Regions from separate parts of the Mus musculus genome. Here region 1 is linked to region 2. A link is a contact called in public HiChIP or PLAC-seq data. All regions are on one chromosome and are shown on one strand. The core of a region is the stretch at or near the end of the contact, and the rest is flanking DNA. Distances in the headings are between cores, read along the strand shown.

Region 1 (2,700 bases), core at 9-2,508, 190 kb before region 2:
GATTGCTTCTGCCTCTACAAACTTACCTCGGGTTCCTCAGAAATAGGCAACAAGCTATATTAAGGAGTCAGCATCTCCAAAAGGAAAAGAAGAAATTGGGTAAAAAGAAAAGTTTAATATTCAAGTAAGTCTGCTAAAACCTTCAGTGATTGGCAGGAGCTTTGACACAAGAATTGACCACTGGAATGTCTGCCTCTGGGCCCCAAAGGCTGGGTCGTTCACCCTCACCTTTCTTAGTTGCCAGACAAAGGCTGCATTAGTGAGGACATGATCTGAGGAGTGGAGCTCTCTGCAGTTGAAGCAGACATGGAAGAAGACTTTCAGAAGCAGGCTGTCCACTGGCCAGAGTAGCAGGTCCTGTGCCTGAGTAGCAGGTTCTTCTTTGAAGCAATAGCTATGCAATGCACCCCTGTGACCACCCATATATGCACCAGCTACAGACTTTGAGACAGTATGTTTAGCATAAGCATAACAATATTGAACGCAAACAGGGACAGCATGTGTGTACATATTTGAAGATCATCAGTGGTGGTGGCAGAGCAAGGTTAAGCTGAGAAGATCTGTAAAATGTGAGATTAAACAAAGACTGAATTCTTTTAAATCCTCTACCGTTGAGGATAACGATGTTTACATGTGTGTTCACTGAAAGATCTGTGAAAGGTTAGGTCAGCAGCAAGGAACCCTCGTAGAACCTAAAATATATTACGGCACTATGATTTTCAGCTTAAAGAAACCTTAGAGGGAAGCATGATTCAAGGTCTGGGAAGAAACGGATCTGAGTAATCCAAAATATTTCTCCCACAGCATAGCAAAGGATGGAACAAAGGATGCTAAAACCATGTCAAAAGACTCAAGAACAAATTCAAAGATGCTCCTTTTGATTAAACAAACAAACAAAAAAGGATAATTGAAACATCAATAAGAGTAAGAAAATGAATACATTTGCATTTTTACTTTACAACGAGACCTTAATAGTTGATCAGTTACCTTTGAGTGATGACAGGAAATCAGTCCATTTCCTTAGAAATTATCGAGGAAATGGAAAGAGTGGCCCTCGATCTGCAATCCAAAAATGAACCGGGCCTCTGGGCAGCCAAGCGGTAAAGAAGGGAGAAATCTTGTAGTAGGCTCCCAGCTAATAAAGGAAGGCAAACTCTCAGTGTTAGAAGACCAGCGCATGGCGACGGCAATAAATCAGTGGATGTGGTCAATAGAAATATCACAAACAAGAGACGTGGCCAAGCATTACGTGTCCCTCAGCAAACAAACACCACACCATCTGTAGTCTTGCCAAAAAGATCAAACCTAAGTCTGATTGAGCCCTCAGAACCTGCTGCCATTTTTAAAGAAACCCAGAGGGCAGAGGAATGTATTGAACTCCACCGTGAGCATGCAATTAGCAAAATCCAGATGGTAGGAAATGCTGGAGGCCAGACTCAGGATCTTCAACAGAGAAATCAGAAGGAGAAGAAAAACACAGAGGAAAACTGTGGAGTAGGACAAAGATTGAGGGCCTGAAAGACAGTTTTTAAGTGACTGAGACTAGGCCCTACAGTGTCTAAGGATAAGACATGGCTGCTAGCTGTCCTTATGTAAGAATGTGCTTAGCATAAAAAAATCAGATAATACTTTTTAGATTGAGAGATTGCTAAGATCTGTCCAGCAATAGATGAGTCCTGGGTAGTTGGCAAAATCCTATTTTTTTGATTTCCCAAAGTGTTTGCAATTATGTTGATTTTATACTATTTTACTAGCCTATATGTTTGTGTAAGTTTCTAAGTGTGTTCTATTTTACAATAAAATGGCTAAACACACACACACACACACACACACACAGCCTCATTCTGTGACACACAGTTAAACCTGTACTCAGAGGGGAATGTGTAGTTTTAAATATTTACATTAGAAGAGAAGTTAGATGATAATTAACCAACGAGGCAGAAAAAAGTAAAATGAAGAAAAGGAAGTAGAATAAGGCAAATACGTATTGTGGTAAATGGTATTTGGGGGTTTCTACCCCACCTTAGATCATTTAGTTCCCAATTAGAATACTCAAAACCTTTACATTTATAATAAACCTTAAAGCACTAGAGCTGCACAGATATCAACCCTCTATGCTATTTTGTCTACCTCCCTGTCAGTAATACCAAGATATCACTGCCTGGGCCACTTCTACTCCAACTGGCTGGCCCTCTTAGCCATGCCTTCATGATCCACCAACCCCTTGGCACACCTTCCTCGTCCTCATCTTCCCTCTTCCCCTCTCCATCTCCCTTCCTCCTCCTCCTCCTCCTCCTCCTCCTCCTCCTCCTCCTCCTCCTCCTCCTCCTCCTCCTCCTCCTCCTCCTCCTCCTCCTCTTCTTCTTCTTCTTCTTCTTCTTCTTCTTCTTCTTCTTCTTCTTCTTCTTCTTCTTCTTCTTCTTCTCTCTCTCTCTCCTCTCTATTTTTGTCTCTGCCTCAGACCCCAAGCCCAGTAACCTAAACCCCACGTACCTCTTTTCCCAGCTACAGCCTGTAGGCATCTTTATTAACCAAGCAATTGTGGGGCAAGGTTTATACAACAAAAGTATCGTATACGTGAAGATCTCCTTGTGTTAAGGCGATTAGACCTTGGAATGCAGAATTTAGCATTATGATACATAGTAACAGACCATGTCTCAACAATCATGAAGGTGGGAATTAATATAATGAAAATAATGA
Region 2 (2,700 bases), core at 165-2,664:
ATGTATTATATTGTATTATTCCCCAAATAACTTCCTAGACAGTCAGATAACACCCATAGCTGGTTGTAGTAGGCTGCCACTCTGATTACCTGAGTTCCTGAACATAATGCATACAGGTCTACAGGCTCCAAAGATGGTGAGGTAATAAAATGTCACCTGAAATAAAGAGGACTCAAATGGGGTCTTAGAATCCTATGGTTCAGAAAGCTCATTATCATGTTTACTTAATGACCTTGGACTGACAGCATCAATGAGAAAAAAAAGTAGCCTATTGGAAGAAAGAAACCTGGGAGGAAGCCAAGAACTCAAAGAAGTAAGATGACAGTCAATTCCCAGCACTGGATGTGGGAGCTGAGAGAACTTCTCGATCCCTCCTCTACACTTCCCTCTATCTCTGTGCTTCCACTCTTGAGCAACATGCAGGTCAACCCAGGATGACAGACTAGATTCCAACACTCTTGCCTGGCATTACAGCATCCACAGACAGCAGAATTCTTTCTGGAGATAAGACCAGTGCACAAGAGAGCCCTTTTCACTCAGGCCATGGGGCAATATCCAGCAAAAGGAAGATGCCCAAGGCTTTAAGACATATTTCTTTCAGTTGGAAGATACATTTCTGCAGCGAGAATTTTGGTTTCTTAAAAAACAAACAAACAAACAAACACCCGCAGAATATACGTATGTTTTTGTTTTAATCCCAGGTATGGTGATATGGGCTGCTTCACAGCAGGTGACTGTGATTTGCCTTGTGCTCTAGCAAGGGCGTGGTTTTGCCAGCTGCAGATGATTTCTGTGAGTGTGTGACATTTGAAATTCAGGGGACTTTTCAGAGGATATACAAATGCTAGAGCCACCCCCTTCCCCATAGAAGGGGCTGCTGCTGGTTGGCCGGTTGGTAGGTGGTTGCTGTTAGGTGCAGTTTGTTGAGGTTTGTCAAGTCATGTATGAAGGGACGAAAAGAAGAAATTAGATACCCGGACAGCAAAAATCAAACTTGCCCCAAGGAACTCAACACCCCTAGGTATCAAGGAGTCAAGGAGTAATCTAACCATGTCATCACCCCCTTTTCCCTCTGACTTTTTTTCTCTCCTACCTAATGTTAAGGGATTGAAAGTGTGGAAGGAGAGGGGTGGAGACAGGTGGGAAAGAAAAAGAATCCACAAAATGGTAAAAAGCCCAATTACACACTTCTTCATGTCTGTCATTTTTAGCAACATCTTGAAAGGTGGGTTTTCACATCAACACAAAGAAATCTGTCTGGTAAGGCTCAGCACAGATCTGGTATTTGTCCCCACAGTAGGCTTCAGCAGTGCATCAGAATGGCATGGAGGAAGTGCCCTAGCCCAGTCCTGAGGCCCCAGTCCAGCCTGTGGATAAACAGTGCAGGCTGGAATGCTGCTGCTAACCCCACGTGCCTGGACTGATGGCCATGTGGAAACCCCTGACAGCACTTTCCTGTGAGAGACCTGGGCTCTGGGGAGGCGCAGCTTCCTGCTGTGTCACCGTGATGTGACCACGAGAGTGGGAACGGGGCCCAGGAAAACTTCCTTCTGGACTGGGTCGACCCTTGTGCAGAATACTGGCTCAGTGCTGAGCATTTTTTCCCTGAGATAGCAAGGCCTCTGTCATCCTGTCCAGAGAAGCCTGGCTGGCCACTGCCCTGCCAGTATCTATCTTACTGTACCCCTGAGACTCAGGGTTAAGCATCAGCCAATCATAGGCCCTCTCTGTGCCCCTGGTCAAAGGGACCAGATTTAGAAATCTGGTGACTCAGGTACATGGGAATTTGAAGGTCACTCATGCTATCAGGAAATCAAATTTAAAAAAATCTCAATTTTATTACAAAAAAAAGTTAATAAATTGCCTGTCAAACAGTAAAATTGTCTTGATTTCTTTTCTTACTACTTTACTGCAGTTTCCAAATTTTTGTATTATTTATATACTGGAAGAGTAATCTTTATTAAAGAAAAATGTATAATAGTAATTAATTAATTTAATTTAATGTTGCTATCCAAGGGACTCCAAAAAGGACTGCTAGTGAAGCCCTACAGCTTAGCATGTGAAGGACTTGGTCCTGGATCTTTCATTTATCCTGGCTACAACCTCCTAAAATTATCTATCATTCACCGAGAGGTTGGGAATTATTCTGTTATGAAATCCCTGCATCTTACTAAGTGAACCATTTTTCTTATACTCACGCATGATACAAGATAAAATGCTTGTTATTGTGGCATGATAACATGCTGCCATCGAGCCATTTACTGACCACTAATGGATCTTAGCCAAGTGCTTGGTTTTGGTGCTGAACATACATCTAAAATCTATTTAATTTAATTAATAAGGGAACCTATATGTGGCTATAGTATTAGTTCAGGGTCATATTTATGGCCTTTGATCCTATCTTGATCATTTTTTCAACTCGATGATGTAGGTGACTACTTAACTTTGGCTTTTATTGCCTGTAAACTAGGGGTAATACCTAGTTTACCTACTCGATAAAGCTTGGATGAGACACTTCAATGAGACACTCCTAGCAATGTGCTTAGCATGAAGCCTGGCTAAGAGGACAGGATCTGGCTATGCTTTATATTAGGGAGTGGAACATCTGCAATAGCGCCCCTGTCTTTACAGATGAAATTTTAACCACATATAGGTCTCTATCTACATGAACAGTACGTGTATTCCATGCTTCCTGACCAA

The links. HiChIP or PLAC-seq counts read pairs in DNA pulled down with a chosen protein or histone mark.
Region 1: a contact with region 2 is called in an HNF4G HiChIP or PLAC-seq map of pancreatic cancer cells. The contact joins two enhancer-like sites. A contact is called at or near these places in 1 of 15 datasets of contacts at CTCF or cohesin (the NIH/3T3 cell line), 1 of 484 Hi-C or Micro-C datasets (uterus) and 2 of 115 datasets of contacts at active chromatin or transcription factors (fibro-adipogenic progenitors and pancreatic cancer cells).

The regions. Positions count from the first base shown.
Region 1 is chr3:102,558,354-102,561,053 of GRCm38.p6, reverse strand. No RefSeq gene overlaps it. Among named protein-coding and RNA genes, the nearest start is that of Gm46818, 54 kb to the right of the region's middle. Within about 2 kb of position 1,258, at least 5 of the 459 cell types and tissues checked have an H3K27ac peak or open chromatin away from gene starts, as enhancers often do. A contact at or near this core is called in pancreatic cancer cells, where this site is marked.
Region 2 is chr3:102,365,180-102,367,879 of GRCm38.p6, reverse strand. No RefSeq gene overlaps it. Among named protein-coding and RNA genes, the nearest start is that of Gm40110, 6.2 kb to the left of the region's middle. Within about 2 kb of position 1,414, at least 54 of the 459 cell types and tissues checked have an H3K27ac peak or open chromatin away from gene starts, as enhancers often do. A contact at or near this core is called in pancreatic cancer cells, where this site is marked.